2 separate regions of the Mus musculus genome follow, and region 2 is linked to region 1. The links are chromatin contacts, called in public HiChIP or PLAC-seq maps. All regions are on one chromosome and are shown on one strand. Each heading gives the region's core, a stretch centred on a gene start, on an enhancer-like site or on the middle of the called end of the contact. The rest is flanking DNA. Distances are from core to core; before and after follow the strand shown. Region 1 overlaps Ctnnbl1 (catenin, beta like 1). Region 2 holds the start of Vstm2l (V-set and transmembrane domain containing 2-like).

Region 1 (4,296 bases), core at 1,088-3,587:
CAACTAGGATTGAAAGCTGTAAATTGATGCCATTTTTAAAGATGGGTCAATAGAGGGACAGAGCAAGGTTACAAGAGCAATCATTTCTAGGAGCAAAGTCTGGAGGCCGAGCAGCATTGAGCACCAGCTCTGGAAAGCCCCAGGCAGGGAAGATGTGGTGGGCCGATACATCTTGGGTTTGAGGCAAACAAAGTGAGACAGGCCAAAAGAGTTACCACTGAGAGATGGAGACTATTTATGCAGGGCTACAGAGCAAGAGGCTAAGTAGGAAATGAGTTTAAATCAAACTCTCTATAGGCGAGGGGCTTTAGTTTACGATTAAAAACAAGGCCTTCACAGTCTGAGTTCACATGTGCATCAGTTCTGTTGAATAAAAATCCCCAGCCCTAACCAAGAAGCCATAACTGGTACCTGCTGGGGAAGGAAAAACTTGTTTTCTCATGGAGTAGCACTGGGCATATCAACCACACTGTAGGACAGGGCCAACGCCTAGGAGTAGTTGGCCAACACAAAACAGACTCCATGGTGTGTGTGTGTGTGTGTGTGATGTTTGTCTTACTGATTTTCTTTACTTTTTTTTGTCTGTTTCAATTTTTGTTAGTTTGTTTATTTAGAAAGATACTCGGAGAACTAGAGAGAAACATGAAGCTGGGAGGACAAGGAGATGGGGAGGAGCCAGGAGAAGCTGGGGAAGGGAAGGAATACAATCAATTATAGTACCTGAAAACAAAACAAACAAAATAAAAACCAAGGCCAAACAAAACCCATATTGTTTTGATTTTGAAGACACAGGAAATTCTGGGTTCAGTTTCTAACAGTCCATCTGCACCACCTCTAAACCCACGGTTGGTTCCTTGCTTGTGCTCTCACAGGTCAAGTGAGGCAACAAGAAGACGTGGTAAGGATTAGGCCAAAAGGGATGAGGACTAAGGATAAACAGCCTTGAAATGGTGAGGCTAGGAACTGCATCCCAGCAGAGATTATGTGTTGAATTTTAATTAACCATAGTTCACAGTTAATAACTGACTAGTTTCTGTTGTTTCTTTGTTTGGGGGCTACTTACAACACTGCAGAGGTAACCTAAAAACAGTCTGGCTGTTCTTCAGTTGTTGGTGGTGTTTGTTTGATTTCTATAAAGATATAATTACATACTAAACCATTCCTATAAAATTTAACCAAGATCATAAACAAACACTATCATATTCCTATTGACAACACTACAAATGCACCAAAAGAAATTCTATTTCCAGAACGAGAATTCTCCTAATGCCACAAAAGAGCTAACCTGCTACTAGACACACTGAAAGCTGCAAAGGGAACACAGGAAAGAGAGCTGTTCTCTACCCTCCCCTCAGGACTCAACATGGAATTTTCCATAAATTAGCTTAAAAGTCCAAGATAACAGAAATTAATGCTATACCTTTGATCTGTGAAAATTCGGGAGGTCCTTTTGGTATGAAATAATAAAGTTATTAACATAACAGCAACAAGAGCTAACTCAAATGAACATTTCCCCGCGCCAGGAAGGTCTTGTGCTTGTCCCTGGTGAACTCAGGCCCTGCACAGCTCTGGCTTCTGTGTAATGTTCTAATTTCCCTCTACAGGCTGGGGTCAGAAGAGCCTCAGACACACTCCAGGGCTTGCAGAGGTGGTATGGGTAGACAGTAAGGAACATACAGGCTCTACAAGATGCTGATGGTGGCCAGGTTTAAGGACCACTGTCTGTCTGAGTCTGTAAGTCTGTCCCGTCTGTCTTTTCTATATGTGGTTTTCCCCTGACATTACTACTCAGCATCTACCAATGTATGACTCAGGTAGCCACAGGACCTCAATCATCCTTCCACCTTGGCATAGAAATGCAAGCTTTGTCTGTTTTCTCCATGAGCTGTGAGCACGCTCGTCTTCCATCTTTACCTTGTGACATAAATGCGGGTTTCTGTCTTGCTGGCTGCACTGTGGGTTTGTTCACCTTCCATCTAGAACAGCAGCCTGGCACAAAGAGGAACTAATGCTTACCTCGTGAAGGAGCATCTTTCTTTAGAAATCAGCCCCGGGGCCCCAGCCCTAGTGAAGGCAGTCAAGAATGGGAGCCTGAAGCCAGAACAAAGCTGGCCATGTCATCCAGGCAGGGATGAACCTCACTCCTGAGGCCCAGGCTTAGAGGCCATTATGTTAACAGTGACTATCCTGCCCTGATAATTCCTGTTAGGATCCAACCTTTCCACAGATTGGATCATAAATGGGTTCTATGTCCACAAAAGCAGGAGTCTGTACCGCACATGTAAGCACAGAACCTATCTCTGAAGGAATCCAACATTAGTCACTGTACCCCACTGCTGGGGACTGAATACAGGACATTCCCAATTATTACTTTGTACAACCTCAAGGGAGGAGGTTACCAGTCTTGCTTGACTCAAGTGGAATTTCAAGTTCAAACAAAAGAAATAACTTGCCCAAGGCCACTCAACAGCCTGCGAGTAGAGCTGGGGTCTGAACTGCTGGTCAGCCTGCCTGTAAAAGCAATCTTTCTCCTCAACCCTGTGCTGTTTCTCAACACCCAACAGAAGACCCACAGCTGCCCTGCTGCTGGAAGACGGTTTGAACCTGACCTCAGCTCAAATTCTGCATCTGAAACTTAAAAGGTGCTTGGGAACTGGCAAACTCTAAGAGAAGAAAAAGACGGCAAAGAGAGAAAAGTCTAATTACTAAAGCACGGGTAAAGGCCCGTGCCTTTTAGAGGATAGCCTGTTTCCTCCCCCAACACCCCGGCCCCCAAGGGAAGTACCCCCTCCAGGATTGTGAGTGTACCTCTCTCTGTCTTCCTAGGGGCAAACAAGAGAGTGCTGCCTGTGTAAATCCTGAGGGGCTTAAGCCAGTTAGCAAGTCAGATCACAACACTCAAAACTTAAGCACAGTGCCTTGTTTCGGCATCCTACACTCTGCTATCCCTGGCAAGGGTGGGGTTGGGGTGGAGTGCTGAGACAACTGGAGGGAGGGAAAGGACACTGATCCAGAAAGTGTTTGGTTACAAGGCTTTCAACACAAAGCAGCAGCAAGGCATCTCCTCTGTATTCTGCACCAGGGTCCATCAGTGTACGCCCAGTGTCATCACACCTCCTTCTCACTGTTCCCTTGCCAACAACTAACTGTTTAGGCTTGGGAAGAGAGGAGCTGAGTTTGCAAGCTCTGGCATGGGTTCTGTGGAAAAGTGGGCTCCTGGAACTTCCTGTTGAATACTCTCTGGGAAGGTTTTTTTGTCTGATGTTCCACACAGAACTGACATGCACACATACAGCCCAGCTCCAAGACTGGCAGGTTCAAGAAACCAAGTGAAGTCTTTGTCAGGTACATACTTTAACTGCCGAGATAGTAGAAGCAGAGGAATGTGAACGAGAAGCCATCCTCACAGCAGCACCACTAATGAAACTGGGGGCGTGTTCAATACTGTCTGTGTTTCTGAATGACCAACAAGTCCAAATCAAACCCAAACAAGGAATGAGTCGGAGGTGTGTCTGGCATGACGTGTGTCCTGTGTGTGACGTCACAGCAGCTATGGCTCTGAACATACCTATGAGTACTTTGTGTCTTCATACCAGAGAACTCAGCCTAGGATGTCTTGGTGCAAATTTGAGACTACTGTGTGCTCTGAGCCAGTTTTTACTGCACACATGAACTTTTCAGCTTGTATGGAAACATAATGGTTTAATTGTGGAAAACAAAGACTGTTAATATTTTCCTACTGTTATCCCTCAGCATCCACATATTGATTTAGTGTATCTTTTGATTGTTTTGTGTTCGAATGTTTGATATTAAAAACTGCCGTTTGAATTGCTGACTTGAGTTTCATAAAGAGTCATTAAGTGAATTTTGGTTTGGGATTAGGAGAGAATTCCCCAGATTCTCTGAAACTGTCCTAGACATTCTTCTGCCACTGCGCACTGTGCAGCTTTATGATGTGGTATTTTCAGCACTGGTGATAATCAAACCTAAACTCTGAGAAGCATCTCTGAAAATGCTCTATATCAAATACTCAGACAAACTGTACATCCATCTTCATTAGTATACCAATCTGTTTTATCTATAATAAATGAAAAAAACTATATATACCAAAATTGTTTTAGAGCAACTTTATTTATTACTATCAGTGAATGCTGACATTTATCAATCTATTTTTCTATGTGTGTGTGCATGGGCATGTAGCACATGAGGATGGTGTGTGTGTGTGTGTATGTACATGGGCACGCAGCATCCATGGAGGGTGTCAGATGGTTTGAAGCCTGACTTTCAGTCAGCTCT
Region 2 (4,296 bases), core at 1,205-3,704, 69 kb before region 1:
GCAATGTCGAGAGGGTGGACGGGCCCCTGCAGAGCAGTGGGGCCATCTCTTGAGGGACAGAGCAGAGGAGGTCCCAAGGGGTGACCCATTTACCCAGAGACAGTCAAGAGGAGATCAGATTCTCAGAAACTGGTCCTGTCCCCTTTGCATCCAGCACCTCCCTGAATCCCCAATTCAGGGGTTGGTCCAGAGTGGGGATGAGAAGATCAGTAGGGCTGTGCCCCTCTCAGCGCAGCTGGCACCAGGGGGCAGGAGGAGACTGTCACACAAAGGAAAGAGCCTGCTTACTCAAGAATGACCCAAATTCGGAGGGTCTGGTGCCCCAAAGACAATGACCATAGGCCTCAGAGTTCTATGTTTGTACCTCAAGGGATCTCAAACTCAGAAAGGCAAGTCCTTCTTGAAGAGGCCTCCTAGTATAAGTTTTGACAGTGCCAAGGAACTGAGCTGGACAGGCAGACGGGAGGGGAGAGAAGGGAGGAATTCCCAGTTTCCCCTGAATGAGAAAAAAAAATGTGACAGGGAGAGAAATGACCTGGACAAAGTGCTGCTTCTCGCCTGACAGACCCTGGAGCCAGTCTTGGCTCAGCCGCTCTCTCACTGTGTGACCTTGGGCAACTCCCTTCACCTCTCTGAGACTTGATTTCTCCTCTGTGAATAGAGCATCAAAATAGTCCTTTCCCTGTTTTCTACCTTTCCTGCCAGGCCAGCAGAAATCATGATGGACATCAAGGTATGTGAGAGGTTTTTGTCCAACATAGCGAGGAGGTGAGGTGTATGTAGATACGGGGATCTGGGCTTCCCTTAGGCACAGGAATTCTGAGCATGGCTTTGAAAACCCCTCCCTCTGGAGCAACCCCAATCGTGCAGCACACCTGTAAAAGGCCTTGCCTGGGTTTCCAGGCTCTGGCGCACACCTTTAACTCACTCCCATCAAAAGAAATCATCCTGTTCTCAGCCCTTTGTTCAAACCTCTCCCAGCCTGGGCACACAGAGCACAGCACGTGTGCTGTAGCCTCTGATGAGGGAAGGGATGGACGGAAGCAGGGTCACCTCTGGTTTCAACCACCCCTGCCCCATCACACAGCATGGCTCAGGGGCAGGGAGCCTCCACAGCTGCCTGCCCCACACCACCCAACTCTGCTGCCAACTTGGGCTCCTGTGGGGAGGAAAGGCGCTTCAGACACTCGTGCAGGCAGCACTTGCTTTCTCCTTGCTCCCACAATGCTGGAGTTCAACATTTCAGTCCTCTAGGGGCAAGGTTGAGATGGGGTCCCCGAGATGGGGGTGTCCTGTAGGATTCAAGGGGTTCATGATCCCCCCAGGGACAAACACCCTACATTCCTCTTTACTCCTGGCCTCTAGCTGAAAGAATAGACCTCAACTACTCCAGTGTATCCCAGCTCTCCGTCCCTACCTTCTTATCCCCAGACTGTCCCTACCCCTGGATGCCACCCACCCACATGGATGGCAAAGGAAGCTGCCACCCAGGCTAGCAGGTCTTAAGCAACAGCATCTGGCGCCCCTCAGGACCATTCCCGGCCGTGGAAGGGATGGATCCTGATGAAGAGGATGCAGGAGCAGTTTCAGCGTTAAACCCACAAAGGAGAAAGGAATCGGGGCAGAGAGAAGTGGGTGGGCAAAGTGTGTGCACAAGTGCGTGCGTGCATGTGTATCCGTGTCTGCAGGCAGACAGGCAAGAGTTGTGGCGAAGCGAAGCGTGTGTGCCCGAGTGCCAGCTGGCAGGGTGAGCCACCAGCCAGTGTCTGATTCGTGTGCGTAGTGGGCACAAGTATATTTACCAGCGAGGAGAGGCTCAGAGGGGATGTGCAGAGTTGTGAGTGTGGGATGCAGTGAGCGTGGCTGAGTGTGTCCGCGGTTGGAGACATCTGTATGGTCGCAGAGGTGTGTGTATCCGTGTGAGTGTGTACGCGCGTGGAGGGGGTCTTCTGCGAGCTGGGGCCAGAGCGAGTGTGCTCTTGGGAACCCCTTCTCGCAGAGCTGGCCCCGATAGGAGACAGGGTGGGTCCCCAGTCCCAGCAGAGGGCGCCCCGGAACTCTGGGCCATAGCATCAGTCGGCGCAGGTTCGAGCACCGCGACCGCCAAGTTGGAGCGGCTGCGACCGGGGTGGGGTTCAGTGGGGGGAAGTCCGTGGGGGCTGCGCGCAAACTCACCGTGTCCGGAGACGTGGTTGTCCCAGGGCGCATGGCCTGCGGGTCGCGTGGCGCCGCCGAGTTGCAGGAAAAGTGCCAGGTAGTGGAGGGCGCCCAGCGCCGCGGCCAGCGGGGCCCCCATGCTGCGCGCTCCGGCCGGGGGCGCCGCCGCCTCACATCGGGGCTCCGCAGCCCGCAAAGCCCGCGCCCGCCGTACCCTGCCCGGCGCCGCCGCCGCCCTCTCCTGCTGGCCCCGGCCCGGCCCCGGCTGCAGGCAGCGAGCGCACGCCCAGCCCGCCGCCTCCGACTGCGGGACTCTTCGCTTGCGCGGAAGGCCACTCCGCGCCGCCGCGCACCCGCCCTCCCCCTCGCTCCCCGCCCTGAGCCGGCGGCGGCGGAGGGATCCGCAGCTTGATTTATCATCAAAGTTTTGCCCAGGCTGGGATTTTTAAAGCGGTACTCGCAACTGGCCTCCCGCGCGGGAGCGGGGGTGGGGCAGGCCCGGGGGTGGAAGGCCACCTGGGGACCTAACCCCCCGCAGGGCGGAACACTAGGGTGTTGGGAGTCGAAATCCGATCGTTGGGGATAAACATCCGACCTGCCACCAGACCCGTGCGCTGGAGGGGCCGCTCAACTTTGCCAGCTGGGTAGTGTTGGGGCCAGGGCCAGGCGAGGTGCAGGACAGGTGAATAGGGGTGGGGGGCGCACCCGGGATGAGACATAGGTGAACTAGTTTAAGATCTGGCAGCTTTGGGGTCCCCGTGTGATCACGCGTAGTTTCTCCTGTCCTCGAGTTCTTCGTCTGAAAAATGGGGACAGACGCCACCACCAGAAGCAGTGTGTGTCGGGGGTTGGGGGGGGGGGGGTCTTTGGAGTTAGGTGGGTAAAGTGGGGAACATCGTGGCGCCCACACAATGTAGTTATCATTGTGGTTCCTGTCTCTGGGACTCAGCAGTTAGTGGGGCTCCTAGCTTAGAGGTGTTGGGGTTCTACACAGTGAACTGGATCGCCCCCTTCTGGACTGTAAGGCTCTCCCTAGATGAAAGGTCTAGATGGAGTGTGTGTGTGTGTGTGTGTGTGTGTGTGTGTGTGTCTGTGTGTGTAAACCATGAAGACTCTTTCATTCCCAAGAGTGGCAGTCCAATTCTGATTCCTTCCTTGACTCTTTAACTGAGGCTTTTGTGACAGGAAAAGAGGGTTGGGGGGTTATTTTAAAGAAAAGCCTATTTCATAAGGCTGCCTTCTCCGAGGTCTTGAGAAGATCCGGAGCAAGGTTTCGGACCCCGGGAAGGATTCTTCCTACCCTCATTTCTCCTCTGCCTTCGCCGGCAGGCATTGTTTCAGCATTGCGGACAGCACCCTTTTCGTTTCATCCTTTAAGAACCGCGGACAGCGCCTCGGGGGTGATTAGATGCGAGGGTTCAGCACCGTGGACAGATCCCCGCTCCACACACACAGCACCGCAGGGATCCAGCTTCCAGCACGGCTCACAGTACCTAAAGTTTGAGAGATCTAAAAAGCGGAGTGACACACCGTGCTTGCTGTCTTTATTCTGTCTCCCTATGCCCCTTTCAGATATTATGGTGGATAGTATACTGTTGTCACCAGGATCAACTCAAGTTTCCCTCCCTGCTAGGTGTTGCATGTTAGAGGCACAGTTTCAGCACCACGGACAGCTCCTCTTCAGCATCAGCCAGCTGTGCAGAGGCTCTTTAAACTCCTATCCAAGATCTTTCCAGAACACTGTGGTGGCAGAACCGGGGATCGGACCCGAGTGTTCTCCTCTTCAAACGCAGATTGGAAGTAAATAAATACATTTCAAAATATGAAGAGGGGCAGACAGAGAGACAGAGACTGAGTGAGACTGGAGGGAAGGGCACAGCAAAGGGACAAGAAGTCTCAGGTCCTTCCAGAACAGCCTCTAGGTACTATATCTGTCCTATCATTGTCAGGAAACTGAGGCTCAGAAAGGCTGAACTTGCTGCTTAAAGCAGGGCAATGCTAAAAGTGTGTTGGTCCAGGAAGTAGAGACCAGACTCTCAGGCATATATCTGAGCAGCCTTAACTCAGCCCTCCTTGTTACAGCTTTGGAAGGTAAGAACCAGGGAGGGCTTTCCTGAACAAGGTCCAAGTCCTCTGTCT

What was found. HiChIP or PLAC-seq counts read pairs in DNA pulled down with a chosen protein or histone mark.
Region 2: an H3K27ac HiChIP or PLAC-seq map of embryonic stem cells shows a contact between it and region 1, with 14 read pairs. The contact joins the promoter of Vstm2l here to the enhancer-like site in region 1. A contact is called at or near these places in 8 of 39 promoter capture datasets (cranial neural crest, embryonic stem cells, epiblast stem cells and 3 more), 3 of 484 Hi-C or Micro-C datasets (embryonic stem cells, forebrain and nephron progenitors) and 4 of 115 datasets of contacts at active chromatin or transcription factors (embryonic stem cells and neural tube).

Annotation. Positions count from the first base shown.
Region 1 is chr2:157,843,717-157,848,012 of GRCm38.p6, reverse strand. All of the region lies in intron 11 of Ctnnbl1 (catenin, beta like 1), which reads right to left. Among named protein-coding and RNA genes, the nearest start is that of Vstm2l, 69 kb to the left of the region's middle. Within about 2 kb of position 2,337, at least 10 of the 459 cell types and tissues checked have an H3K27ac peak or open chromatin away from gene starts, as enhancers often do. A contact at or near this core is called in embryonic stem cells, where this site is marked.
Region 2 is chr2:157,912,811-157,917,106 of GRCm38.p6, reverse strand. It overlaps Vstm2l (V-set and transmembrane domain containing 2-like), which reads right to left and starts at 2,454. Exons shown (of 4, transcript NM_198627.2): 1 at 2,176-2,454. The coding sequence starts at 2,296.